Regions from separate parts of the Mus musculus genome. Here regions 1, 2 and 4 are each linked to region 3. Evidence: chromatin contacts called from public capture Hi-C and promoter capture Hi-C data. All regions are on one chromosome and are shown on one strand. The core of a region is the stretch at or near the end of the contact, and the rest is flanking DNA. Distances in the headings are between cores, read along the strand shown.

Region 1 (7,122 bases), core at 1,635-4,134, 350 kb after region 3:
CCACGCACAGCAGGCCACGCCGCCTCACCAGGCACGCAGCTTCAGCTAATCAGGGCAGCAGGGGCAAATCTCCACCAAATTGGATTCACCTGTATCCTGGTACACCTGCGCAGCACTCAAGATGTTTGTGTCTTATATGAGGAAGTCAGGTGCAAGTCATATGACTTAGCTGCAGTCCCTGGCGCCTTTAGGACTGCCGCCACACCCGCTCCCCACACCCCCATCCATGCATCCAAACCGCATTATGAAGTGCAGTTGACAAATAATCCCATGTGTTTACAGTGGACAATTTGAAATTGTAATACTTGTGCCCCTTTCAGAGTCATTCATCACTTGTCTTTTGGACAAGACCGAGGTCTCTGTAATTGCCTCCTTACATGGACCCAGCTAAAGTCTATTTTTTTTCTCTCTTTGCTATGGACCAAGAAGACTCCTCTAAGTTCTCCTTAGTCTATGAACTTCTCAATCCCCTGCCTTCCCTATAACCTATAAAATTATGAAGCATTTTACTTCCATTTTCATGACATGAGGAGAACCTTATTTTTCCTTTTCCTTTGTAAACAGCCAATCATCTTAAACAATCTCCACAGCTGCTTAGACCAATTTGTGTGTTTCTTTTTATTCCCAAATGGAACCAACCATCATACTCCTCCTATTTCAGAGTTATAATGAGGAATCCAGTTTTCCAATTCTGTGAAGATAAGCAAGTACCTTCTTTGCCTTTGTTTCGAGTGTGTTATCAAGCCCCTTACTTCCCCCTTTTTGTCTTCATTCCTTATGGCATTATATCTCTGGCTCCTTATTTTTCCTTTAATTCAAAGGCAGGTTTCTGATACTCACTGTATTTCTCATATTTATGATTGTAATTAGAGTCTCTATTTTGTCTTTATTCCACAAAGAGCTTGGACTAAGGCTTAAGGCTCACCAGACAATGGACCCCACTTAGTTCTTGAACATTAAAAAAAACTGCCCATTTATTCTATATCCCATTGATACAAATAGGCCAGTTATTTCTCCTTTATCCCATAGATTAAATAAATATTTATTTTCTCCTCCAAATCATCAGTCTTTCTGGTATTGTTTGGGGGGAACTAATTCAGGAAACAAGATGCCCACACTGACATGAGGCAGGAAGCAGTTCTATTGTGCAGTTATGACTTACACTCAGGCTCAGCAGAGGACTGTTTGAAAAGCTCAGCCCCAGGGCTGGAGAGATGGCTCATTAGTTAAGAGTACTGTTGCTCTTGCAGAGAAGCCCTGTACCTGATTCCCAGCACCCACATTGGTGGTCCACAACCATCTGTAACTCCAGCTCATGGGACTCTGACGCTCCCTTCTGACTTTGTCAGACATCAAGCACACAAGTGGAACACACATGTACATTCAGGCGGAACATTCATAAATATAAAATAAAAATTTAAAATACATAGCAGAAAGAAAGAAAGAACTGAACCCCAAGTTCAGTTAAACAGAATGTTTCGTACACCTCTGTCCTTCTGCTGGCACATAACAATCCAATTTTGTTGGCTATATTTAGCTTAATTAATAGTGTGTTGATTGTCAATAAGCAGAGTTCTTCCTCCACCCAAGTAGCAGAGCTTACTTAACAAGTCATTTCTAATACAGAGGAGAAAGGTATAGGTGAGACATCTATTTTGTAGTGAGTTCGGCTCATCCAACCTAGAGTGTTCTAAAGCTTCCATGTCTGGAGCTCGACAGATTCTAGGACTCTATGGAGCACAATATGGACGCTGTGGTACCCTAATAGTACTATAAACTATTATTACTGGAGGGACACAATGAAGCTTAGACTAGGACTAGGAGCTCATCAGACAATGGATCCAGCATATGAATCAGATTCAGGAAGAATCACACAGATGATTTTGAGAAATCTCCAGTGCTGGACACAAGGACAAATGCTAGGTGTGGTGGCACACACCTTTAATCCCAGTACTCAGTAGGCAGATCTCTGTGAGTTCCAGGCCTGCCAGAACTCTATAATGGGACTCTGTTTCAAAAACAGAGATGAAAAAATCTAGGCTCAGGGAGATTAAGTAGCCCAGAATCTCCAGAGTACAGCTGGAGCATGAGACATGTGTGTTGCCTGCCATATCACTCTGCTTCTCAATGACTAGTTTTAGTTTTTAACGTTTAAACTTTAATTTTGAAATAATATGAAACTTACAAATAGACTGAAAAGATCCCGAACAAACAAAAGCCCACAGAACCTCGCCTAGGTCTTTAACCTCCTGAAACATTGACATAATCCCAGTACAACTATAAAACTAAGAAGTTAGCATTTCACAATACAGTCACTACAGTACATTCAGATTGTGGTATATGTGCGTGCGTGTGTGTGCGTGCGTGTGTGTGTGTGTGTGTGTGTGTGTGTATGTTGGTGCAGGTAGATGTGTATGAAGGCCAGAGGTTGCTATTGGAATGTCTTACAGCATTACTCTCTGTCTTATTTTTGAGGCTAGGTCTCTCAATGAACCTAGACTTAGCATTTTGTCCACACTGATTGACAGGTGAGGCCCTGGGACCCACCCATATTTGCTTTCCAACACTATGGCTATTAGTGTTCACAGCCCAATCTGACTTTTCTGTGAGTGCTGAGGATCTAAGCTAGGATCCTTATGCTGACACTGAAGAAAACATCTCTCTAGTCCAAGGCTTTGTTGATTCTCTTACTATTGTTCTTTTGCTGGGGGCAAAACATTAGGGTACTGTAATGAGCTCTTAACATACAGGTTGCACCCTGCAGCGATAATTTCTGAGTAAGACTCCTGGCTGACTTCACATGGGGAGCTTGGGGTTACCTCACAAAGCTCTGCTGGGTCATAACAGGATTACAAGGGATAGCCTGGGAACCTGCCAGCACAGTGGGAAACAGCAGAGAGAAATCTGTGGCAGGTAGGAGGCAGGTGAGTAAGGGGACCTGACTGAGGAAGCACAGGGGTTGCTGGTGACTTGATAAGGTGGGTGGAATATACTACGCCAGGTTCCATGTGGTCAATTCCTTTGTCTCAGTTCAAATACAACTTATTCCATAAACTTTCATCTATTTCCATACACAGTGCCCTCTGCTATAGCATGTCTTTATTGTGTGGCTCTGAAGTCTGTTCTTGGGATCACACTACATGTACAGGCAAGGCTAGGGAACGCTCTCATGGCTTGGTATGTGTGCAGAGACAACCTCTTAACCTGGATTGCTAAAGAACAGAATGGCCATTGCTAGTGGCAGGAGCACTGCTCTGGCCCTTGGGAAGTTTTCCATGGATAGTGTCCTTAGCACTTTGGAAGAGTGAACTCAGTGTCTTGATCTCTGCTTTAGGGTCCGTGAAGCTGTCTCCCAGGAAGCCAATGCCGGCAAGACTGCTGTGGAAGGCGGAGAGAACTGTTGCTGCACTCGAAAGCTGGCAGCACTGCAGCTAAGTGCCTTCCGAAGCCATGGAGATGAAGGCCAGAGGTTTGAGGATCCCCTTGCTGCTGTTGCTGGTGACTGTGGTCGTAATGGCTAAGGTGAATCACATCCAGAGGTGGGGGGGTTTCAAGGAGAAGGCCATGAGCAAGAAAAACATCAACTCGACACTCCATTTTTTCATCCGCTCTTACAACAACGCAAGCAACGACACCTACTTGTATCAAGTTCAGAAGCTAATTCAAGGTCAGATGCAGGTTTGTGCTTTGTTGCCCGGACATCAACACAAGCCCCATCCTGCTTCTTGAGACATATGGGGATTTTCTATAACCAAGTCCTGGAAACTCCTCAGGTAGCTTCATGTGCAATGGGTGCACACGATATCTCTGAGTTAAGCAGCTCATTTGGTCATCACAGCCAGGTCGTGACCTAGTCTGGCCTCAGGCTGGAAACTAATCCTTACTACCTTTTCCTTGGCCAAAAGCTGACCTGTAGCTACTCTGCATTGTTCTATGGGAGAAATTGCATTTTGTTCTGCCTACCAGAGGGCAGCATGGGGATGTCTTTTTTTTTTTTTTTTTTTTTTTTTAATGATATTATCTGGAAAAACCATAAGCAGGCTCTGTAGATTCCTTTACTTCCAACAGCATTTTTATTTCTTCAGTGTCCAGGACTGTAAATCAGGATTGAATTTTGTGTTTGAGACATTTAGAGCAACAAGTCTTTGGTGAGAGCAATGGGGTCAGGGAATGCAGCCAGATTAATTCTACCTGTTTTTAGGCACAGTCCTCCCTCCTTCCATGTGAGTGCTAGGATCACATGTGCGTGTCATTGTGCCTTCTCTTTTGTTTTACACACAACTTTGTTGTGAATCTTATCAGTCGAAAGGCGGTAGAGGAAAGCATTTGCTTGAAAACTATTGAGCCAATGTTTCCTCAAGGTCAGATCAAACCAGTCAGAAACAATTCTGCTTCCTAGCTATGCAGTTTTGAGAAGAAATCGTTCACTATGAGAGAAGATTACTAGTCAGAGAGAATGGAAAGCAGATGGAACAGGAGTTAACAGCAAGAAGGGGAAGACATGGGGCCGGGTGGGCAATGTAAGTTTGATAGCTAAAGTTCCTTAATCCCAACACAGACATTCCTGGGGATTCCTTGGTATTATGCACTATAACCACAAGGTGGCGCTGCTTCGTCTTCACTTTGATCGGTTTCCTTAAACTATAATTGAGATACTAATATAACCTGTGAAATCAACCTTCTACCATTAACAGTTAACTAGTCGAAAATATTTTTTAAATGTTTATATGCAAACTTGAAGTTATTTAAAGTGATAAGCGGACAATTTGGACCTGTCACTTGGAAAGGGAGGATCATGGACACAGGTTTCTGGACATCTCAATATCTAGATGTGACTTTGAACGTCTCAATCCTGCAAAGAGGGGGTAGTAGACAAGCGTGGTAAGTGGTGGGCCTGGTTTCACCTTTCAGCTGTTCCCAGCTGTGGAATCATGATTACGCATCATCTAGAATCTTTCCTGCCGCTTCTTCAGAGGCAAAATGAGTCAGAACAGCAACAATTTAGCACAATGCTGCCACCTAGTGGCACTTGTCAAATATTTACTGATATGGCTGTATTCTAAGTGAACAATGGAGACTAATAGTGAGTAAGAAGTTTCATGTGCATGCATGTTTTAGGTTTCCTCTACATACAACCTGCCGATGGCTAGGCAGTGTGACAGTGGTTGGCACAGTTCTACAACATCCCCGTGCATATGTAGAATGGCCACCTTGATGACAGCAGAGGAGCACGTGCATTCTAGGGCATTCCAGGCTAGGACTGAGATTGCGTTAGCAGTGCAGCCATGAGCAATTGCCTTGGGACCTGGCCTTAGGTTTTTCTATGGGGATCATTCAACCAGGATCAAGGTGAATTTTCTGCCTGCATCTCCCCTAGACAGACTTACTATCTCATTAGGTTGGACCACTGGCATTTGGGCACAAGAAGCAGGAGACTCCCAAGAGCTTCTCTCCACTATATGTAGTTCTCTCGAATCTACACATTTCTTTTGAGGTGCCAGACCTGGGTCAATGGCCACCATATTTCCTTAGTGTTTTACTCCATGTGTAGGGCTTCTTTTCCACAAAAGACTCCCCAGTCCCTCTTCCACCACCACCTTCTCCTCTTCCTCCTCTCCCCCTTCTTAGTCTTCACAGCCTTAGGTTTGACCATGAGTAAGAGAAGACAGATGGACCCCTGAGAGCTGGCCCTGGCTGGTGTTCTCTCTGCCTTACCTGGTTAGCACAGCATCATCTCGCACTGTCCACTGCCCCAGGAGGAAACAGATGTAGGGAACAGGGGGTAGCATATCAGGTGGAAAGCTCATGGGAGAGAAAGCAAGGTCGTCAGCGCAGGCCATTCTTCTGTTCTTGGCTCTCTAGCTGTCATAGCTGCTCTACACACTTTGGCAGAAACGTTTAATAACTTAAAAGTCCTTAGGATACCCCCGTGTGGCTTTTCCTGGGGAAACCTGAACAACAAATGTCTACTTACTACAGATAGGGCACCAACAACAGACCAAAGCAACAATTCCAAGAAAGTCTAGCTTAGTTTACCAGTGAGTTTATGGGGGATACTTAAAGGGAACATGGGTGACTCAATAGCAGCTGTATCACCAAAAAAGCCTACTCCAGAAAGGGCTTAGGATCATAATGGCATCTCAGAAGTTCCTGAAGGTGTCACAGGTGGTTCACCTAGCCCAAACCTCTCCTTAATCACCTTGGGTAGGAGACCTTAAGATCTTGCTTTATTTGATTCCTGAATCTTATAAGCCAGCCTCCACTCTCCAGAGGGAAAGTTTCGATTGGGAGGAAATATCTACACAATAGCTTGTTTTATTATTATTTTTTAGATGCATTAGTGGAAGTGCTTCTGTTTTGCTCACAGACTCCACAAACAGTTCGGATACTTATGTGTCCCTTGCAAATGGAGGCTGTGAGGTTATTTTCTCAAGGTTTCAGAGCTGATACGTGGGGAGTGAATGCCTAGAATCAATTTGACTCCTAAACTATAAGTTTTAAAAGACATATTTTCATGTGTATCAATGTTCTGTTTTCAAGTATTTGTATAGAAGTGCACCACATCCACACAGATCTTGCAGAGATAAGTGGAGGGCGTTGGATTCCCAGGAGCTGGAGTTACAGATGGTTGTGAACTGCCATTCAGGTTCTGGGAACCAAATCTTAGTCCTCTGCAAGAGCAACAAGTGCTTTTAACTGCTGAGCCATCTCTCTGATCCATATTTAGATGTATTGCTAAATTGTCCTCTTCTTTCTGATTGACTGGAAAGGAAAGTCGAGAAGGAGTGAATAACTGCACAGACTGGGAAGAAATAGGGCCATGCACCTCACTGCAATATGAGAACTATGGTGTTCTGTGGTTACCAGGCAACCCAGCTTGTCTTATCATAGGGATGAGTGGAGGACAAAATAGAGGCAATATGTGGCTACCACAGCAAAGTTGAGGGCACAAGGCTGTGGATGACCAGAGATCTCAGTTGCCAGAATCACTCAATGGGAGAGGAGGAAGGAGTTGAGTTTTGATGTATGATTGCAGGAAACAGCAGTCATGACTTGGTTCCTCCTGGAGAGGGTCAGCCACTAGACACTCAAAGTGGAAATTAGAAATGTGACTAATTACTT
Region 2 (6,896 bases), core at 4,256-6,755, 340 kb after region 3:
AAACATAGGAAAAGAGAGAAACACTTAAACTCATTTTCTAAGATACCTACAACATCAACATTTCAACCTCATAAAGGCTATATACAAAGAGTCACAAGTAAGATAATTCTAAATAAACTGTGTAAAAACAGATTTCAAAAGAGCTTGTTAAGAAAGAAAGAAAGAGAGAGAGAGAAGAGGAAGGGACGGAGGGAGGGAGGGAGGGAGGGAGGGAGGGAGAGAGAGAGAGAGAGAGAGAGAGAGAGAGAGAGAGAGAGAGAGAGAGAGAAAGAAAGAAAGAAAGAAAGAAAGAAAGAAAGAAAGAAAGAATAGTTTGTTACCGTTACTCTGGGAGGCTCAAGCAGGCAGAAGGATCACAAATTTGAAGCCAGCTTGGGCTATAGTAAGACCCTCAAAGCATCTCAGAGGAGTTTATTCCAAGAACGAAAGGACAGTTCAACAGGAACCCACCCACTAATCAAGATATTGGTAATTTAAAGGAAAAAAATAATTTTTATCTCCACAGATATTGCTAAGGCTTTTCAAATAAAACAATGGCCCTTGATGAAAAATACCCAGTAAAACAGGAATTCTGTTCCCTACTATGAGAAATATGCCTTAATTCAAATATTGACTAATTAATTCTATGTAAGATTTTCATTGTTTTGATAAGTTCTACATGAAAACAGAAAAGTTAGCATTCTGAAATTTTAACTCCCACCTTGAACTTCCTGTGAACCGTGTGAGCTGCTGACAATTTTTTGAATGTAATACTATCTTCTCATCAAATCAATGAATACAGTTCTGAAGGCCTAACTGTATAAAGTCCCCTATGATTAGGATAACACTGTGATCTGGTGACATGGACACCTGTGGTTTACCCCATTTTTTTTTTTTTTTGCTGTTTAAAAAAAAAAAATGCCAGTTTGGGGGCGGGGAGCGGTCTTAGAGTTTCTATTGCTGTGAGAAGACACAGTGATCAAAATCAACTCTAAGATGGGAAAGGTTTATTTGGCTTACACGTCCCAGGTCCTAGTTCAGTGATGGAAGCCAAGGCAGGAACCTGGAGGCAGAACTCGAAGCAAAACCATGGAAGAAGACTGCTTACTGGCTTGTTCTTCACGGCTTACCCAGCCTGCTTTCTTATCTAGCTTAGGACAGAGTCCTGTGGGCTGTACCCTCCCACTCTGCATTAACAATTAAATCAGGAAAATGCCTACAGACCAATCTAGGGAAACATTTTCTCAACTGCAGTCATCTTCCCAGATAACTCTAGCTTGTGTCAGGTTGACATAAACAATCAACCAGGAATTATTTGTAATCATAAGTGTCATGAATAATTCTCATGAAATAAAAAATAGTTGAAAAAAAATCAGAAGTACAAAATCCCAGAATTACAGATTTAAATGACATGTATTATTATTTTTCTATAAACAATTATCCATATCCATATCTTAGTTCTTAAGTTATAAGAAGTATACATAAACACGCTCATATGTCTTACACTGTAAGTTCATCTTCGTAAGTAACCGAGTCTACATTTACTCTCCTGTTTTTGAGACAGGCTGACATGAAACCCAAGATCCTCCAGCTTCAGCCTCTAGATTACTGGGTGAGCACATTCATGATTTTTTTTTTTTTTTTGGTATTATTTTTCCTATTCTTTTTGTTTTGTTTGGCTTTTGTTTTGTTTTTGAGATATTTCTCTACATAGCCCTGGCTGTCCTGGGATTCACTATGTAGACTAGGCTGGCCTTGAACTCACACAGATCTACCTGCCTCTGCTTCCCGAATGCTAGTATTTAAGGTGTGTGTCACCACATCCAGATGATTAATGACTTTAAAAAAAAAACTGAATTTACATTTAAGTATTAATCATAACTGAGAAAGATGTAAATGCTCTCTCTCAAAGCTATCACATGACTGTGCTAAACATGGAAACGCAATCTTCACTGAAATAAAAACAAGGGAACAATATGGATCTAGTCTATAGTATCTAAGAAATATCTGAATCTTCACAGACAGACATGAAGTAGACCCATGTTTAGTTGCAGTAATCCAAAAGGATCCTTCATTAAATTTACACCGAGACCACCTCGTTTATTAACCCTGAGATGAAGGAACATTGAAAAGGAACCATCAGGGGGTTGAGAATATATCTCAGTGGCAGGATAAACGTTTGCCTAACAATGTACAAGGCCTGGGGTTGCATCCCTAGCACTGCAAACAAACAAACAAAGGAAGGAAGCTCAGAAACACTTTCCTATCATTCAGTAAGTACGGCTTTCTTCAGTGTGCTCTGTGCCCTCACTGCAGGTTCCCCTAGTAACAAATGGAGATAGCAAGGAGGTCTTTGCACTTGGAAAGTATCCCATTGTCAGTCTGGGCAGCTAAAGATCCTTCTAGCCGTTCTCGGAGATGCTAAATTAAACTTTGATTAACTACAAATGTCCACAGCTCCACTCTGGCAATGCACTAAGTGAAACTTTGACTTTTTCAGTGGTGGTCTTACACACTGTTGTGCTCTTCAGAAAAAGTGAGAATTAATTTGACGGCACAGCTACAAAGAAAACAAACAAACCAAAACCAAAAAAAAAAAAAAAAAAAAACAAAAAACAAAAAAAACCCAGACAAAAACAGTTACTCTTTAACCGGGAATAAGACAGAAAACCAAACAGAAGTAACATTGGTTGCAGGCTTGTCTGCATCCTTTCAAATGGTTTTCTTGTAGGGAAGCTGTAGCAGCTTCGCTGGGGGGATAACTGTACTCATGCACGCCTCCCTCCCTCAACCTCCAGCTACCAAGCTGAAGAAGCTTCCAATAGACTCACTCTCATGGATTTCCTCGCATATTTCCATCTAAAGCAACAACAGAAAGGCAGAGTTATGTAACAATACTGAGAACAAAGTATATCACAAAAGCGGTGTTTGGGATACAGGAGATGGAGTCAAGCTCCGCTTTAATCTGCAGTTAGGAGATTAACAGTCAGTGACGTGAAACATCTGCATTAAGCCAAATGCCTTTTTAAATGTCTGACACATCCTTAAATCATCACCTGTCCATCTCTTAAGCAGGAGCGCCGATGATACTTGCCATGATTAATTCCCTGTTAACTTGAGAGTCTCACATGGGGATGGATAACACTACCGTAAATGAGGGATAGAACCAAAGAGGGGTGGGGCAGGGCAACGTGTAAGGTGATGACAGATGCTTGCAATAGCACACCCACAGGACCATTGTAACTAAAAGAGAAATAGGTCTAGTTTGGGGTTTCAAATACTTATATACTTATAATGGATCATATGAAGTTCTACATATTCTTCTCCTAAGCTTTCAGAACCAAATATGACTAGAAACCTCCCAGTCCTGAGTGCAAAGGACACTTAACCTGGCTAAGACTCTTAAGGTATTTATTCATTTAAGCTAGTGACCACACTTTTGGCTCTGAAATCCCATAAAACTCAATCCATCTGCCCTTCTGCTTCTTTGATAAGAGGGACTGCCAGCTCTGATAAGTATGTGGATAATCATGCCACAGCCATTTCCAACCTCCACAGGTCTAAGTATTTTATAAACTCATTGATTATTAATCACAAGACACACTGGATTATAGCAGAAGAAACTGAGGCCCAAAGAAGCAAAGCTAACCTTTTCCAAACCCCACGGTAACAACCTGGACTGCTGTTTCTAAGTGACTCCACACAAACTGAGCGTGGATGGGAAATGAAAGTCTTCCTACCTGGCCTGCCACTGACAGGGCAGCAACGGCCCAAAAGATGTTTCTTCAGAAATAAAGATTCCTCAAAATCCTTTCCGATGAGTGTCTCAAGATTTGACATAGTTTCCTCAAAACAGTGCTCCTCTTGACCAAAATTAAATGTCCATAACTGGCTCAAGGAAGCACATCCCGATGTGGAATGTGTATTAACATCATCTCCCAAGGTGAGCTACTCTGCCATTAAATTTCACACAGACTGAATGCAATCCAGTGTGTGTTTTGTGACTCAGACAAGAATTAGTCTTTGGCACTTGCAATGCTCCTTGTCCCTTTGAAAGAGGAAGCAGTATCTATAACTTACACCTACACTTCCAAGCTTCATATTACATGAGAAATTTAAGAACTAGCAGAGACAAATGCCCTTAGGGGTCTCCAAGCATGGTCTCCTTCTCTATCTTGGCAGACCATGGTACCATAAACTGTATCAATGTGACTCTAAGCATTTCCTGGAGATGCAAACATAATGGGGCTCAATTAAACTATTATATAATAATTAATGTAATTAGTAGTCAGATGAATGAAGTAAAAATAAAAGTCAAAGTTCACTGGGTACATTTTCAGCACTTAAGTGTCTATACTGAATTTTTACAGAAACTGCGTCTCACAATGCAGCAGTTTAGTATGTACCTCTAGTCCCTCTCGATAATTAAAATCTGTTCTTGGTACAGATCTTTCACTTTCAAATGGGAGAAAAAAAAGAAGAGGCACACGTAATTTCTACCGCTGTCATAAACAGCTGAATCATTCGCATAATCAACAGCCCAGAATTCTTCCACAAGCTCTCAGGGCAGGTTTTGCTTTTTGAAAGCTCAGAATGTAAACCAAACCCTTCCCTACCAAGATATGTAAGAATTAACAAAATCACGGGATTCCCAAAGGATACTCTGACTTTAAAAAGGAGCAATGTTACATACAGTTCATCAAACGGGAAGCCTGAACTACGGATACAAGTCACTCTGGCAAATGAAAAACACACCAAGGAGGATATGATTTCAAGGCCCTTGAGCCAAGGCCAGCGGGCAAGTGCCCGGGATACAGGGGCGCAGACTTCGCGCTCCCCACGAGCCACCAGCTGCTGCCAAACTCCAGGTTGAATTCCAGAACCTCACAGTCCTGGCTCCCCCGGGGGATTTACGGGCCCAACCAGGGGAAATGAATAAATCTGGTCCACCAGGAGGGGTGGCATCCTTGAAGAGGCAGCTTGGCGCGGACCCTGGAGCTAGCACCGGACCGTTGGCGACGCATGGGACTTGGGGGACCACAGAGATCTCCGAGGACGCGTAGGTGTTCTGGGTTGTTTAAGGGTGCCTGGGGATTGTGAGCTAGAGGTTCTCCGGGTGTGGGTGAGGGGTGTCCAAGGCCTGAGGATCCCCAAAAGGTTCTGGGGCTTGCAGTGTGTGCTGACTGGAGAGACACCCCAGACACGGCCCAAGGGATGCGATGAGGCCCTGGATGCTACGGGACCCAAAACAGAGCGTGGGCCACTGGGAATCCCGTAACCCTAAGCAGTTGCGCGGGGTACTCTGCGGTGGCAGCCGGCTGGGCAGGGGATCGGGCACCAAGACCCCTAAGGGCAAGACCTCTGGCGCTCACCCGAACAACCCTCGGAGGAAAGAGTGGGAAGCCTTCACTCGCTTCTCGGCCTCCGCCATAAGCTGGACCGCTTCTCGCTCCTTCCCTGCGTTGTCCATGTCACCCGCTGCAGCCAAAGCCTCCTCTGCTGACTAGCTAGGCTCCCGGGACGACTTAGCCCTCCCTCCAGCAGGTGCGGACACGCAGGCGCGGCACGCGTGGCCTTTCGGGATCTGTAGTCCTACATTCCACCTTAATGCCAGTTTGTCAGAGACCACAACTACAGTTCCCAGCAGGCTGCTGGGCAGGGCCGGGCGTTCTCCCGGACTCCCTGGAGGAGGGGGAAGGGGCGTGGCCTTCTGGAGGGGTCTTGGGCCTTGGACCCTTGGAGGTAGACTTCAAGGTTGAGAGAGAGAAAGAAAGAGAGAGAGAGACAGAGATAGAGACAGAGACAGACAGAGAGAGGGAGACAGAGAGACACTCTACAAGCAATACTGCAAAATTTAATCTAATGCAGCAGTTCAGCTCAATTTAGTCAACCATGTGGTGCCCCACCTCCCAACTCTGCCAGAAAAGCAGCAACAGCTGGCCTAAAGAGCTATTTTTAATTTCTGACAGCAAGACATTAAAAATGCATCATCATCCCCAATATAAATTCAGAGTTGATTTTAAGCGTCCCCAAACTACAACTTTCCATTTGGTCCTCTTGTTTAAAAATGGATTGCATATCTTTCCTGTAGGCACAATCTACTCTTGTTATTGACTGAATTCTATTAAATGGCTATAAGCCAGTGAACTCTCTTATGCTTTACATAATGCTGGCTATAGTGGGTGGATCTTGACAAAATTCCTGTCTGCCAGGAAGACTTCTAATCTACTAAATATCCATAGATAGATGCAATCCTGTGCCAGTGACTTCTAGGCCTGTCCCAGAGGGAGGTGTTTTTTAATACAATGTCTAGACCATTTATGCTTGGCAGTGCTACTTCTTAGGTGGTGCAGCAAATAGAATTACTGCCAAATGAGAGTTTCTGATGATTTAAAACTCTTCATGAATACGCTGTAGGAACTGGCAAGCAGAATTTGTCTAAGAAAATGAAGCCTGTTTTCAGAGAACATAGCAAGAGCGTTTAAACTCCTGGAAACAAGCTACCAAAACTGATGTCACAGTGTGGCATGATCCAACCATAGCAGGATGCTCTCAAGATAGAGGGGAATATCGGCTCTTGGTGCATAGTTTTTTTTACAACTACTATGAGCTTGTTTTTTTGTTGTTGTTTTTTTTTTCACTTTGGAGAACTGATTTGCAAGTTTGGAGCAGGAGGGTAGACGGAGGTAGGAAATTGGAGGTGGCAGTGGATGTTGGATTGAAGAGAGAAAAATTGCAAAAAGTGAACCAACATTGGCATTTGAAAAGGAGTCAGTTGGGGAATTTGGTGGATTGAGTCAACTCCTAAGCATCATGGGCAGCAGCAGTGTGTTGATCAGAGCAATTCCCAACCCTGGCTGAATGGAACAACTCTGCAGGATAGTCAAGAAATATTGATCCCTCTGCCACTAGTCTTT
Region 3 (7,150 bases), core at 317-2,816:
CTTTTTTTCTGTGTGAGGGTCCAGGCCCCTCCCATGGAGACATTGATAGGAATAAGACTAAAGGAAAAAGCAGGCACATTTAAGGACTGACCACAAAAGGGGTCATGCCCTTTAGGGCCAGCTCTTCTCTAGGGCCTTGCTTTAGCAGCTTATCTAGGGCAGAAGTGGAGGGTTCCCTGCTCATGTCTAGCAGTGAGTTTGGAAGCAGGGATGGATGACACAGGCTGGCAAGCCATCTTTCTTCCTGTGGCAGGAACCTCCATGAGTGAGTGCCATGTGGGAGTTAGCAGGTCTCTCTGTCACTGGAGTCCACTTACTCAAAGCACCTGGGAGACAGGGATTCACTTTCTTTTTCTTTTTCTCTTTTATTTTTTTTTCTTTGTTTTGTTTTTTGAGATAGGGTTTCTCTGTGTAGCTCTGGCTACCTCACTCTGTAGACCAGGCTAGCCTCTGCCTCCCAAGTGCCAGGATTAAAACCGTATGTCACCACTAGCATTCTCTCTCTGTCTCTCTCTCTTTCTCTCTCTGTCTCTGTCTCTCTCTCTTTCTCTCTCTGTCTCTGTCTCTCTCTCTTTCTCTCTCTGTCTCTGTCTCTCTCTCTCTCTCATGTGTGTGTGTGTGTATATATATATATATGTATATATATACATGTGTATATATATATATATATATATATATATATATATATATATATATGAATGATGGGAGGCAGATGCATGCATGCCACAGTGGGAAATAGAGGTCAAATTTCTTTTCTTGTGAATCATAGGGATAAAATTCAGGTCTTCAGGCTTAAGAGCAAGCACTTTTATCCCTGAGCCATTTCACTTGCCTGAGGTTAGTTATCTTGGGGTTAAAGGTATCTCTAGTTCTCCTAATACCACTCCATTTCCTGAGGACCTTAATTCCATGCAGATTCAATTTAAAAGATTCAGAGGGCCAGTGTTTGGGGTGAGGGAGGGCGGGCGGGCAGGAAGAGAGGGAGAGATCCAAGACACACACCCCAGGACCCCAACTCCACCTCTGGCCTCTTATCGACCTTGAATCCACAGAAATGTCCATAGAGACTTTCAGTTTCCCTCATCCCTGGACTGAGCTAAAGGACAATACAGGACTTTCTGAACATTGAAAGAGCAGGGAAGGGCTGTCAGGTGCTGGGATGATGGCTCTGCGTGCTTGGGTGCTTGGGGTAATCTGGGGCCATCCAGATACTTTAATACCCAGAAAACTGTAGGTAGTGAGCGAGCGATTCGGAGAGAACCAGGATCCTAAGGGGAGAGGATCTGAAGAGCTGACGGAGGCGAGATCTAGCGGCACACGGTAGGACGGGTTCCAAGTAAAGTTTCTGATAGCCCGGCGAAACTGGCAACATGGCAGAGGTGGCGCAGGTAAGAAAAGCCCACAAGAGCTCTTCGGGCAAAGGCACCTGAGGTTGGGCGCGCGAAGGGAAGGGCGCGCGCCGGGCAAATGGAGCTCCCGCGGCCGAGGGGCGCGCGGCAGCGCAGGGATTGGCGGGTGCTCCCGGGCCCCCGCGCACTTCTTAGGCGGAGCGGCTGAGCCGAGCGTGTGCGCGCGCGACCCCAGCCCGCCTCTTGGTCCTTGGCTCAGCGCTCCGCTGCTCTCCACCGCATTCCGCTGCCCGGGGTGGGCACCCCGAGACATGAACGCGCCAGCAACTCTGCCTCCGGGGGTCGAGGACACCACCTGGACCCCTGGGATCAACGCCAGCTGGGCTCCGGACGAGGAGGAGGAGGATGCGATGGGGTCCGACGGCACAGGGACAGCGGGCATGGTCACTATCCAGTGCATCTATGCGCTCGTGTGTCTGGTGGGCCTGGTGGGAAACGCCCTGGTCATCTTCGTGATCCTACGCTATGCCAAGATGAAGACAGCCACCAACATCTACCTACTCAACCTGGCCGTCGCCGATGAGCTCTTCATGCTCAGCGTGCCATTCGTGGCCTCGGCGGCTGCCCTGCGCCACTGGCCGTTCGGGGCGGTGCTGTGTCGCGCAGTGCTTAGCGTGGACGGCCTGAACATGTTCACTAGTGTCTTCTGCCTCACCGTGCTCAGCGTGGACCGCTATGTGGCTGTTGTGCACCCTCTGCGCGCCGCCACCTACCGGCGGCCCAGCGTGGCCAAGCTAATCAACCTGGGAGTGTGGCTAGCATCCTTGCTGGTCACCCTGCCCATCGCAGTCTTCGCTGACACCAGGCCAGCTCGTGGGGGCGAGGCCGTGGCTTGCAACCTGCACTGGCCTCACCCGGCCTGGTCTGCGGTCTTTGTGATCTATACTTTTTTGTTGGGCTTCCTACTCCCGGTTCTGGCCATCGGATTATGCTACCTGCTTATTGTGGGCAAGATGCGCGCTGTGGCCCTGCGGGCTGGCTGGCAACAACGGAGGCGCTCAGAGAAGAAGATCACTAGGCTCGTGCTAATGGTGGTGACCGTCTTTGTGCTATGCTGGATGCCTTTCTATGTGGTGCAGCTTCTGAACCTGTTTGTCACCAGCCTCGATGCCACTGTCAACCATGTGTCCCTCATCCTGAGCTATGCCAACAGCTGTGCCAATCCCATTCTCTATGGCTTCCTCTCTGACAACTTCCGGCGCTCTTTCCAGCGGGTTCTGTGCCTGCGCTGCTGTCTCCTGGAAACAACTGGAGGTGCTGAGGAAGAGCCCCTGGACTACTATGCCACTGCTCTCAAAAGCAGAGGGGGTGCAGGATGCATATGCCCTCCTCTGCCCTGCCAGCAGGAGCCCGTGCAAGCAGAACCTGGCTGCAAGCAAGTCCCTTTCACCAAGACCACTACTTTCTGAAAACCATTTTACCCTCCCTCACCTCGCCTGCAAACGGGTCTGCGCCACTCTCTCAAGCCAGCAACTTCAAGAACAACTCCTGTTTTCACTAAGCCAGGCCCTTTCAGCAGCCTGTGTGCTGTCCCCAGGAGCCTCAGGACTCCTGCTAGTCCCTCCCTCTCCTAGGACTGGCTCCAAGGACACCTCCATGGGGGTAGGACTGCCCTGGGATTTGGGCTAAAGTACCATCCATTCCTGGGCCTCTGGCAATTTTTCAAGAGGTGGGAAGCAGGTGGTGGTCAGAAAGGAATGTCTACCCTTGTGTGACTTGTGACAGTGACTGCTTGAAAGAGCCCTTGGGAGGCTGAGGTAGGCAGAGCCTGTGCTCTGTGTAGGCTCTTTGCTGTATGGTAGCATAGTGTGTATGGTGAGACAAGGGAGAAGATAGGATAACTCCAAGTGGTTTCCCTCTGTGTCGGTCTGAGGCTCTCGTTGCTAAGTGAGATGTCTACGTAACAGACGAGGGCACTTGCACTGTCACTGTACAAGTGTTTTCCAGTTGTCAAGGGGCCAGTAGAGACTTCCTGTGAGTGTGAAAGGCTTAAAGAAGCATGATGTGGGGCGGTTTTGCAAGGCATAAAACTTCTGGTCAGGAATTCAAAGGCAGAAAGGATTAAAATCTCATCAGCTGCAATTTTTTTTCCACCCCCGTCCCTGATTGCAGGAATATGAAACCCCATTAAAGCCCGAGCTATGCTATGAGGGGGAAGGTGTCGGAAAAAGACCAGAGAACTAGGTGGAGGGGAAACAGACTCTGTTTTGACATCAGATGATGACCACAGTGAAAAGCCATTCCTGTGCCTTGTAAGTTAACCACAGCTTCAGTATACTTCCCCTGAGGAAGATTCACAGCCTGTAAGAGCTTTACTTAGGCTAAAGCGCTGGAGGGAACCCAGCTTATGCAGCATCTGGGTGAGAAGTGGCTGATTACAGCCCAGATCAGTATAGCAAAAATGCCCTGCTGAGTTCTACTGAGCCATCGCTGGTGGTACTAGAACAACGAGCCAAGAGGGGGAGGAGGAAGCACAGGGTAGTCATCTGGGCAGTCTCCACAGCTGCCTGGCAAGGGAGAGTGTTCTTGAAAAGAAAACACCTGGATCCTATCATCCTAAAGAACATAGCCCTGTGTCTTCTAGGGCAGTCAGCATGAGTTCTATCTAGCTGTTGGGAGGCTAATGAGGATCCAGAGTGAACCAAGAAGTAGAGTGGGGCCTGAGGGAATGCTCCACCACCCTGTGGGTTACAGTGAATCTCTGAAACCCTGGGAGAAGCAGGAGGTGACCTTTTTCTGGGCTTCTTGCCCAGAGCCATGACTTGTATGACAGTAGCAGCTGCCTGGTATGTGGGAAATGGACAAGGCGGCTGAATTCTGGTCCCAGGCACAAATATCTTAAAACCCAAGCAGGTCACTCAGGCCAGGTCTTCAGAATTTTTGCCTGGAAAAATCAACTGCTCCTTGTTGTTTGGCAACTCTTTAGCTGACCCAGTGTTTTCTGTTGTTTTAGCTATTGTTGTTCTGTTGCTGTTGAGACAAGATCTCATGTAACACCAGCTAGCCATCAATTCACTACATAGTAGCCGAGGATGGACTTAAACTTATGATCCTCCTACCTCTACCCACTGAGTGTTGGGATTAGATTGTTCAGCATCATGCCTGTTCCATGTTAGGGATAAAACTCAGCGCCTCGTGGAGGCTAGGCAGGCACTTTACCAACTGAGCTATATCCCCAGTCCCACATGGTGACTCTTAGCAGCTAAGACTGGAGATTCCACCTTCCCCACCAACAGTAGAAAAGAGAAAGTTAAGTGTGTGGACATAGACCTGTTGCATTCTCACTTTCTGAAATAGTCAGCCAGCTAGATGGCCTGATAGTGACAACTGGTGTTGATTGTGGGTGTCTCAAGGGTGGTGCAGGAGTATGTGGAAGTCATCAGAGTCTGCTACTCAATTGATCTTGACTTACCTATGAGAAAACGGCATAGCCAGGTCTCTTCTGTATCAAAGGCCATGGCTATGGGTTGGAAATCTCTAAATAGAGCGCTGACCTCTTTGGCTCCACTAGCATGAATACACACATGCTCACACACATGCACAGACCATTCCTACCTGGTCATTACTTCTCACAGTCACCCTGAGCATTCAGAAAAAGTCAGTTAGTTTAACATCTATAGGTCGTATGTCTATAGCAGCAACTTCTTATTGTTTTGTTCTGTTTTGTTTTTTATTATTATTAAATTGTTTCTTTGTCCCTGGTGCCTGGCAGAGTAGATATCTGATAAATAGTTTTGAACTTCACTGCAAGGATCATATAGTGGAAACTTTTGGCCTTAGCAATGGTTGCAGTAGTTTGAGTGAGTCTGGAGTTTATGTTTTCGGCCTTCTAATGACTCACCCAGGCCCCAAGACATGTTTGTTCATTGGAAAAAGACAAATTCCATTTTTTTTTTAAAAAATGCAAGCTTTTAACAGAGATTAATCATGGCTGAAAGGCTAATAGCTTCAAGCTGGAAAAGCCGCCAATGATAACAGAAAACATCAGCTTTAGCTAGCCCAAGAGAAGTAATTTTGGCTTTCTCACCTCAGTTTCCCACTCTTTTTCTTTTCTCCATTAATTAACTTATTTATTCATTTTGCATCCTGATTTGCCCACTCTTAATATATGTATAAATGGAAGGCTTGAGTTCCTAGCTCTTCTGTTGTGTCTGGACATGAATGCAGAAAAATTGGACTTTGAAACACTTGTCTGATAGGTGAATGTGAGAGCACAGATGTCATAATCCTGAAGCTGTGTTTGCTGAGACAACTCTACTGTGTTAGTCAGCACCGTGGCCCAAAATTCTGTTCCGTGGGTCCATGTGCTGGGATGTGTGTGTATTCAGTGACAGGGCGCTAAGGGTTTCTTTCAGTGATTCAACCAGCTTCCAGACAACATGGTGAGTCTGTACAGTATGGAACCTGGAAATAATTGGCAAAGGTGGCTATTAATTAAATAACCATACAAACAAAAGTGTCATTCAATTCAAAGCTAAACTAATACCATGATTAGAGATGCACCTTAATGGTAGAGTGTTTGCATGTGCAAGGCCCGGAAAAACATGCATGTGCTCTCACATGAGTGAGTACTGACTCTCTCTCTCTCTCTCTCTCTCTCTCACACACACACACACACACACACTCTATTCAAAGAAGGAATTTGGCACCCATGAGCTAATGCAATAGAATCAGCCCTGCTTTTACAGCAAGTGTTCCTGGGACACTGAGGAGGAGGGACTAGGGTGGTGTGGAGGCTCCTCTGTGTGCTATTATTCAAACTGGCTTTTCTGTAGTCACTTCGTGCAGGCAGTGCCATCTCTTCTTCTATTTTGATGAAAGCACCACTTGCACATGATAAAATCCACCCTTTGCAAGTATGCAGTTCTGTGATGCAGTTACAATCCTGAAGTTGACACCCCAATCAAGAGAGGCCCCATTTCTATCCTCATTGCTTTCTTTGTGATCTGTAGCCTACAGAAGGGGGCCACAGGGAAGACAGGAAGCAGAATTCTGGTGAGGCTTTCCCTAAATCTTTAGGGGCCGCTCCTTTCCTGCCAGCTCTGGATTCTTCCCACTGTCAGGGGGAACTCAGCTGAGAGATGCAGACAGCTGCTCCCTGCCCTTTAGTCCTAAACTTGGAAGAAGTGCTCTGACTTCAGAAGCCTCCTAAACAAACTGGGGCTTTAAATAAGTTCCTGGGCAAAGTTGTGAATTCCCTATGGACTTGGTAACCTTTTGAATACCGAACATAAACTATTGGAGGAGTGTGGTTTCCTTCCAGGTCGGGAACCCATGCTTTCTTTCTGGAAGAACAGTAAGGATATTCCTCTAGACTCTGTCTTTGCTGCAGTCTGCCACTACCTGCTAACTGCTGGCATGAAGACAATTGCACTGGGTTTGTGTCACTCTGTTTAGGTTTATTTAAGTGGCTTCCTGTGCTTTGGAAGGTCAGGAAAGCTGTATCTCCCTCTAGCCCATCTTAGCCAACTTCAGTTTCTCCTGGTGTCAGTGCTGAATTTCTGCAGAACCACCTTTGGGGGGGCAGGAAGGGGAAATACTGATGGCAGTTAAACATCTACAAAGAATCTTGGATGTTTGTGGTGTATACCTCAGTAGGTTACCCTTCCAGCTCTTAGGCTAGAGAGTGAAGGCAAAATTAGCATGTGAAAGAAACTGTCTGATTAAGGGGAAGTAACTCCTCCCCACCAAAGCTGAGGTTGTAACAAACATACTCTGTGTAATTAAAAAAAAAGAAAAAA
Region 4 (6,751 bases), core at 4,037-6,536, 320 kb after region 3:
ATTTCTTAAATTCCTTTCAACAGAACAAGATGCATCAGTGAAAAAAGGTGCCACCTACTGGTTAATTCACAGAATGACAGAAAGAGACCAGCAATAGAAGCTCAAGGGCACCATGACAAAGGAAAAGAAGGAAAATGGCAGCACTAGAAGCCATTTGATTCACCCCTACCCTGTGGCGCCCTGTGTAGTGAAGCGGTGATGCAAAACATCCCCTGGTACAAGGAAGGTGCAATGTCTTTTGACCACTCTGACATGAACCAAAGCACCAACAACAGGTGAGCTAGGTGACTCTGAGGCAGTCCAGGTAAGCAGCCCCTTTCTCAGCCAGCCAGGCCTAGGAAGACTCCGCCAGGACACCTGTAATGATTCTGAACCAGCCAAGAGGCCAAGCATCTCCCGTCTGCACCGTGCGTGGTCAGTGCTCACCTTCTCAATGTCCACGAGCTCAGTCTCATAGATCTCGGCAATGGTGATATGGTGCTTGGCTGCGATTGTGAACCTCCCCTAGGGGAGAAAACAAGAGTTACACACCGGCTTCACCTACACAAACACCAGCCAGTTTAGGAACAAGAAAAAGTACAGCTCTAAAGCAGCGTAAGGACTCCACCCCACAGCCATTCAAGCAATGCCATGTCTTACCATGTCTGTGTAAATGTCGATGGCTGCATTTAAGCAGTTGATAGCCTCTGAAGCAAGCGTTGGCATTTAAGAAAAACAATGAAAAGGTCATTCAGTGAAAGAGGGTTCAGTGAGCCCGCCTCCTGGCTGCTACTGACGTGGGTAAGGAGGTACAGGCTGGAGTGCAGGGTGGGCAGGCTGGTTAGTAGGAGCAGATACAATCATGCACAGTACAGATTCATTAGTGTGGCTTTGTTCCCAGCGGCCGCACTGGTATTTAAAAGCAGTGAAGCTGCAGTCATCCTGGCTTAGTAACTCTTAGGGGATCCATTCAGGTGACAGACTGTATTACAGATGAAACAAGACCGACCACAGGGATTGCCACCAACATTGATAAATTACACCTGCTACTACACAGGGTAAACGCGGTCTTCATCAGTATCATGTGTCTCTATATTAATTTTGGGAAATATCACTTTTTCACAAGAAAAAGATTATTTCAGTGGACTCCATTCTTCAGGTGGCCAACATTTAAAGCACTTTGGAATACTTGTTCATCTGTTAAATTGTATGTAAATGTGTATACTGTTCACAGACGCTCACTTTCAGTATGCTAACCTAACAAAATAGTCTTGGTATTCCGCTTAACGAAGGGAAAACTTCATGATGACAATCCTAATAACTTATTTCTTTTAAACAATGAGCCAGAAAGTTTCCTGTCACAGAAAAGTGTGGCTGAAAGAGGCAGAAGGAGGCAGCTTAACAGGAGAAACAGAAAAGTGACTAGAAGGACAAAAAACGAGAAGCAACCGCTCCCTAAAGTATATTTTAAAATGTCCATTCACCACTACACCTTACAGACTACAGAAAAACAGACAGAACTTATGGATTGCACCACTAAGGCCCGGTGTTCCCACATCACCAAGTTCTTATCCAGTGGTTTTTTTGTGGAGAAACTGTAGTCATCCAGAATTCAGCTCCTTAATTTAAATTAGCACATGAGGCTGTACCAGGTCAAAGTACATTTATGAAACCCAGGACTTTGTGTCTTTGATGTAGGGTTGGATTATACATACATACATACATACATACATACATACATACATACATATATCCTAGGCTGGTCTGTAACTCCCAAGCCTCCAGCCTCAGTCTCCCAAGTGCTGGGATCACAGGGGTGTGTCACCACAACCAAACCAGAGACTTGGATGCTTGTGTGGTATTCTACAATATGAAGGCATTGTAAGTCTGCTGTGCGCCTCCCCACATTCTGCTTATACCCACAGTGTTCAGTTTCTCACTTAGGAAATAAAAATACGGTTAACCTTTCTACAAAAAAAAAAAAAAAAAGCTGGACATTTTTCTTTGGGATACATTCCTAGAAGTTTAGATTTGTAGGTTAAACAAAATAGACTACAAAAGAAAAAAGACTCAGGGTGGTGGTGGTGGTGGTGGCAGTGCACACTTTTAATCCCAGCATTTGGGAGGCAGAGGCAGGCGGATCTCTGTGAGTTTGAGTGAGGCTAGCCTGGCCTACAAAGGGAGTTCCAGGACAGCCAGGGCTACACTGAGAAACCCTGTCTCGAAAAACCAACCAACCAACCAACCAATCAACCAAAAAAGACTAAAGATAGCCATGTACATGTAACAGGATTTTAATACATTACTTTAATACTTCTCCAAAAGGAAATAACATTTGCAATACTTTTTAAATCTACTATTTTTTTTAAAAAAAGGTTTTGAAGAGCACTTAGGAAAACAATAAAGAGCTCTGTGTGGTTAACACACCTTTAACACCTTTTAAACCACTCTCTCACTACATAAAACACATCGAGGAGTACAGTAACATCAGGGTTTCCTTCTTAGTTCAGGACCATGTTTCATGAGGTTGAGATAAGGTGCTTGTAATCCCAGAACTTTGGAACCAGAGTCAGAGGGTGCAGAGCTGCAAGTTTGAAGCCAGCTTTAGCTGCATGACGAAAAACTGTCTCAAATGTCCCTTAACCCTTTCAGACTAATGTCTTTATGATTAAAGAGTAAACATTATTACATTTACCAAAATTTCCTTTCTATCCCATAACACAGAATTCTTATTACCGGGACTTAGCGTGGCACACCAACCTCAAGGCCACAGGAAATGCTGCCAAGGCAGTCACACAGAGCCTCTGAGCGGCCTTACCTTGAGGGTCTGCTTTCTTGTACGCATTTCCAGCATCCACAAAGCTGGTAGCAGAGTCATGCTTGCTCTGGAGCTGCATGTGGAGTTTGGCAGCTTGACAAAACGCATTCCCTGCAGCTGAAGAAGGCGCCACAGTTAAATTGTGAAACAAGGCCTTTCCAAATAAGAGTCCAAGTCTCTAAAAGGAGGCTTTGCAGGCAGAGACCAGAGGCGTCACATTGAAACAAGTGCATTGGGTGTTGGTCGCTTTCCCCGGCAGTTCCAGAAGGCCTGCTTTCCTGAACACAGAGCCTCCTTTCTTAATGACTGTAGCCAAAATTTATGCGCTTGAACGCTAGTCCACATCATGAGATCAGCCCAACAAGGTGCACCCAGCTCACACAGTTAAAGGGCAAAGCACTGAAGCCAAGGGTATTCATCTCATCTCTCAATCCAGTGTCTTTGGCTCTCAGCTGTCATTATTGAGTCTGCTCCACTAGGAAAAACATGACTAAGAATGGCGTGAAACCTTAGGGTTTGGGGGAAAGACGTGGTTTGCTAAGGTAGGATCTTGCCCTTCCTGAAGCTGAACTCAATCCATGCCAGCCTTCCATATGTCAGGACTACAGTGATGTGTTACCATGTCCAGACTCATGTTCTGAATGGCTGGCCTCCAGCTGGTCAGTTCTAGAAGCTTGAAGAGGTGTGCCTAGGTGAGGTCTGGGAACTAAAGCTTGACAGGGCCACCTTCCTTCCCTTGCTCTTCTTGCTTCCTGTCTACAATAAGGTGAAGAAGCACCTCTCCCACCACGCCTTCTGCCCACACACGTGGGGTTAAACAAGCACAGAGTGAGTCTCTGAAACCACGAGCTAAGTGAGACTCTCCTCCTTCAGACTGTTCTGGGAGCTAGGAGCAGTACTAACTAACAACAGACACAAAGCAGTGCACTGCGCTAAGTAACTGCTTGCTTTAAATTCACTCGTAAGAAATAAGACATCCAATTCTGTGAAAGCTTTAGTTGTTTCCGGATCCCAAGCACCCTCGCCACAGGCACTGACCTCATTCCCACATGGCCTTCTGGTCACCAAGGAAAGGAAGCCATACAAACCCTGGAGCCTGCTCCAGTTCAATTTCTGATCTGCCCCTCTGTTTCTGACAGAAGAGTACACGTGAGATTTAGAAAGCACTGACTACCTAGCTTGGCATGGGTGCTCCTGTGGTCTGAATGTTGGTATCCCCCACCCTTTGTATTGAGTATCCAGATGGCACAGTATTACCCACTAGGCCCTTTAAAGGAGTGGTTAATCCACACACTTATACGTGGAATTAGCACTCTTACACAAGACACTGAAAGGAGAACGCCGCTTTGCTCCCTCTGCGATGTGGGATGAAGCAACAAGATGGCATCTTAGAAGTGCTGAGGAGTCCTCGCTTTTCTTTTCTTTTCTTTTTTTTTAATTGGGTATTTATTTCATTTACATTTCCAATGCTATCCCAAAAGTTCCCCACACGCTCCCCCACCCACTCACTCCCACTTCTTGGCCCTGGCGTTCCCCTGTTCTGGGGCATATAAAGTTTGCATGACCAATGGGCCTCTCTTTCCACTGATGGCCAACTAGGCCATCTTTTGATACATATGCAGCTAGAGACACGAGCTCTGGGGATACTGGTTAGTTCATAATGTTGTTCCACCTATAGGATTGCAGATCCCTTCAGCTCCTTGGTTACTTTCTCTAGCTCCTCCACTGGGGGCCCTGTGATACATCCATTAGCTGACTGTGAGCATCCACTTCTGTGTTTGCTAGGCCCCGGCATAGTCTCACAAGAGACAGCCATATCTGGGTCCTTTCAGCAAAATCTTGCTAGTATATGCAATGGTGTCAATGCAATGGAGCTGAGACGAAAGGATGGACCATCTAGAGACTGCCATATCCGGAGATCCATCCCATAATCAGCTTCCAAACGCTGACACCATTGCATACACTAGCAAGAGTCCTTACTTTTCTAATCCTTACATTCCTTACATTCTGAGCAATATATTTCTGTATTTTATAAATTCCTCAGATGAAGGTATCTTGTTCTAGCAGCATAAAAGGATTAATGCAAACACTAACCTGTGAGAACTGGCCTTTAGGGCTACAGTTAGTAAGAATAATCCCTGCTAGCAGCTGAAGAGCCACATTAAGACTTACAAGAGTCTGAGAAGCGCCAAGGCTAAGCTAGCTGCAGGCAGAACCCAACTGATCAGGAGCTTTGCCTGGCTCTGCCTTGGAAGAATGAATGACCCGGACCTGCCGGGAAGTGGTTGGGAAGGCCTGGCTCTGGAAGCACTGGTGCCAGCCATGTTCATCACTGCAGACAAACCTCTCCCCAGCACATTCCAGCACACTTCTCATTTCTTTACAAGTCCCATTGACATTTTACTTTTGACTACGTTTATTGTCCCACGACTAATCATGACCTATCCTTTTCCTGCTGGGAGTACAGCACAACAGCTGGCTCCTTTCGGCTACTTCGACCTCCCAGGTAACAGTTGGTGCTGGTTATACAATTGCATGCTGCCACTTCATTGCTTGGAACACAAATTCCAATCACTGCTAACAAGAGCAGCTTGGTCTCTCTTGACCTGGAAGTGTCTTTAAAGGAGAATAGTCTCTGGGAAGTTACCCAACTTGTCAGTCTCAACGGTGGCTGAAAAGCATTAGCTTAATCATTACAAAAGAACTTTAAAATTATAAAGAGACAAAATGGTGTCATGCTCACCACCAGTGCACCAGTGCTTTAACTTCAGAGCCTTGTTTATTTATTCAATTAAATACTATACCGACTATCCACCACATCAGAGACACGGTGTGGACCCTAGGGATGGAGTCCAATTGCAGACACATAAACACTCTGACCCTCGAAGGTACATGCTAGTGAGGGCCTCCATGTGATGATTCATGTAAATATAAATCACTAAAATACCTAGGAGGTAATGTGGGCTGTGGGGAAGAGTAGAAAGTTTCCAGGGAGAGATCACTGTTTTTAAGGGGTAGTCAGAAGAGAGCTGGCTGAGAAGATAACCTTTGAAGATGGACCAGAAGAAAGCAATAAACAAGGGGAAAGTATGTAAACAGGTAATGGCACGTGCCAAGGCTCTGGGGTGGCAGGCAGGAGCATGAACATGAGCAGATGTGGTAAAGCCTACTACACTGGGTGGCTGGCAGAAGCTGAGACAGACAACGCCCCAGTGCTCAATCTTGTTAGCTACCCGAGATGAGGATCCTTTCAGCACCAATGCTTGGCTCACTCTTTAAAGGGAACACACAGTCCTGTCCTCCTACCAAACTGTTTTTAAAGTAACTGCCTGGTAAATAAACAAAACATTGTACATACCACTCCAGTTCTTGGCCATCTTGAACATATTTGCAGCTCTGGTATACATTTCACATGCCTCTTCTATTCTTGTGTTTCCTCTGAGAGAAATTTAAACGCAAGGTTACATTTCTGTTCTTGTTAATTCATATCATTCATTCATATCCCCCCTCCCTCACTGAAATAATACCGAGACTATTATTGTATTTATTGTATAATTATTACTATATTATTATAACTCTGAAATACTCAATGAGCTCTTCTGTGCACAAGACAAACTACAGAATCTTAACAGCTATTCAAAAACACAGATACTCTTTGTGGTAGTTTGAATAGGTATGACTCCCATAGACTCAGGTGTTAATGCTTGGCCCCTGGGGAGTGGCACTATTAGGAGGTATGGCCTTATAAGAATGGGTGTGGTCTTGTAGGAGGAAGTGTATATGTCACTGTGGGGGGCAGGCTTTGAGGTCTCCTAAGATCAAGCTCTAACCAGTGTGGAATACAGTCTCTTGCTGCCTTTGGATCAAGATGTAGAATGCTCAGCTCCTCCAGCACCATGTCTGCCTAGATGCTGCCATGTTTCCCGCCATGATGACAATGGATTAAACCTCTAA

Evidence for each region. Promoter capture Hi-C pulls out the DNA fragments that hold promoters and counts their contacts. Capture Hi-C pulls out chosen DNA fragments and counts their contacts.
Region 1: a capture Hi-C map of macrophages shows a contact between it and region 3, with 4 times the contacts expected there. The contact joins the promoter of Cstl1 here to the promoter of Sstr4 in region 3. A contact is called at or near these places in 6 of 39 promoter capture datasets (the 3T3-L1 cell line, 3T3-L1-derived adipocytes, the HPC-7 cell line and 3 more), 4 of 484 Hi-C or Micro-C datasets (LSK cells, cardiomyocytes, cerebellum and 1 more), 3 of 115 datasets of contacts at active chromatin or transcription factors (acute myeloid leukemia, bone marrow-derived macrophages and large pre-B cells) and 2 of 9 other capture datasets (adipose tissue and macrophages).
Region 2: a contact with region 3 is called in a promoter capture Hi-C map of liver. The contact joins the promoter of Napb here to the promoter of Sstr4 in region 3. A contact is called at or near these places in 15 of 39 promoter capture datasets (the 3T3-L1 cell line, 3T3-L1-derived adipocytes, the C10 cell line and 9 more), 6 of 484 Hi-C or Micro-C datasets (Th1 cells, cortical neurons, embryonic stem cells and 2 more), 8 of 115 datasets of contacts at active chromatin or transcription factors (acute myeloid leukemia, bone marrow-derived macrophages, embryonic stem cells and 4 more) and 3 of 9 other capture datasets (adipose tissue, liver and macrophages).
Region 4: a contact with region 3 is called in a promoter capture Hi-C map of hippocampal neurons, with 3 times the contacts expected there. The contact joins the enhancer-like site here to the promoter of Sstr4 in region 3. A contact is called at or near these places in 10 of 39 promoter capture datasets (the 3T3-L1 cell line, the C10 cell line, the HPC-7 cell line and 4 more), 1 of 15 datasets of contacts at CTCF or cohesin (pro-B cells) and 5 of 115 datasets of contacts at active chromatin or transcription factors (bone marrow-derived macrophages, embryonic stem cells, fibro-adipogenic progenitors and 2 more).

What each region holds. Positions count from the first base shown.
Region 1 is chr2:148,747,477-148,754,598 of GRCm38.p6, forward strand. Cstl1 (cystatin-like 1) reads left to right here and starts at 2,885. Exons shown (of 4, transcript NM_177655.4): 1 at 2,885-2,924; 2 at 3,335-3,678. The coding sequence starts at 3,451.
Region 2 is chr2:148,726,915-148,733,810 of GRCm38.p6, forward strand. It overlaps Napb (N-ethylmaleimide sensitive fusion protein attachment protein beta), which reads right to left and starts at 5,506. Exons shown (of 11, transcript NM_019632.3): 1 at 5,352-5,506. The coding sequence starts at 5,449.
Region 3 is chr2:148,393,811-148,400,960 of GRCm38.p6, forward strand. Sstr4 (somatostatin receptor 4) reads left to right here and starts at 1,567. Exons shown (of 1, transcript NM_009219.3): 1 at 1,567-2,954. The coding sequence starts at 1,661. The coding sequence ends at 2,818.
Region 4 is chr2:148,706,520-148,713,270 of GRCm38.p6, forward strand. It overlaps Napb (N-ethylmaleimide sensitive fusion protein attachment protein beta), which reads right to left. Exons shown (of 11, transcript NM_019632.3): 2 at 6,156-6,235; 3 at 2,798-2,914; 4 at 640-686; 5 at 427-504. Among named protein-coding and RNA genes, the nearest start is that of Napb, 23 kb to the right of the region's middle. Within about 2 kb of position 5,287, at least 3 of the 459 cell types and tissues checked have an H3K27ac peak or open chromatin away from gene starts, as enhancers often do.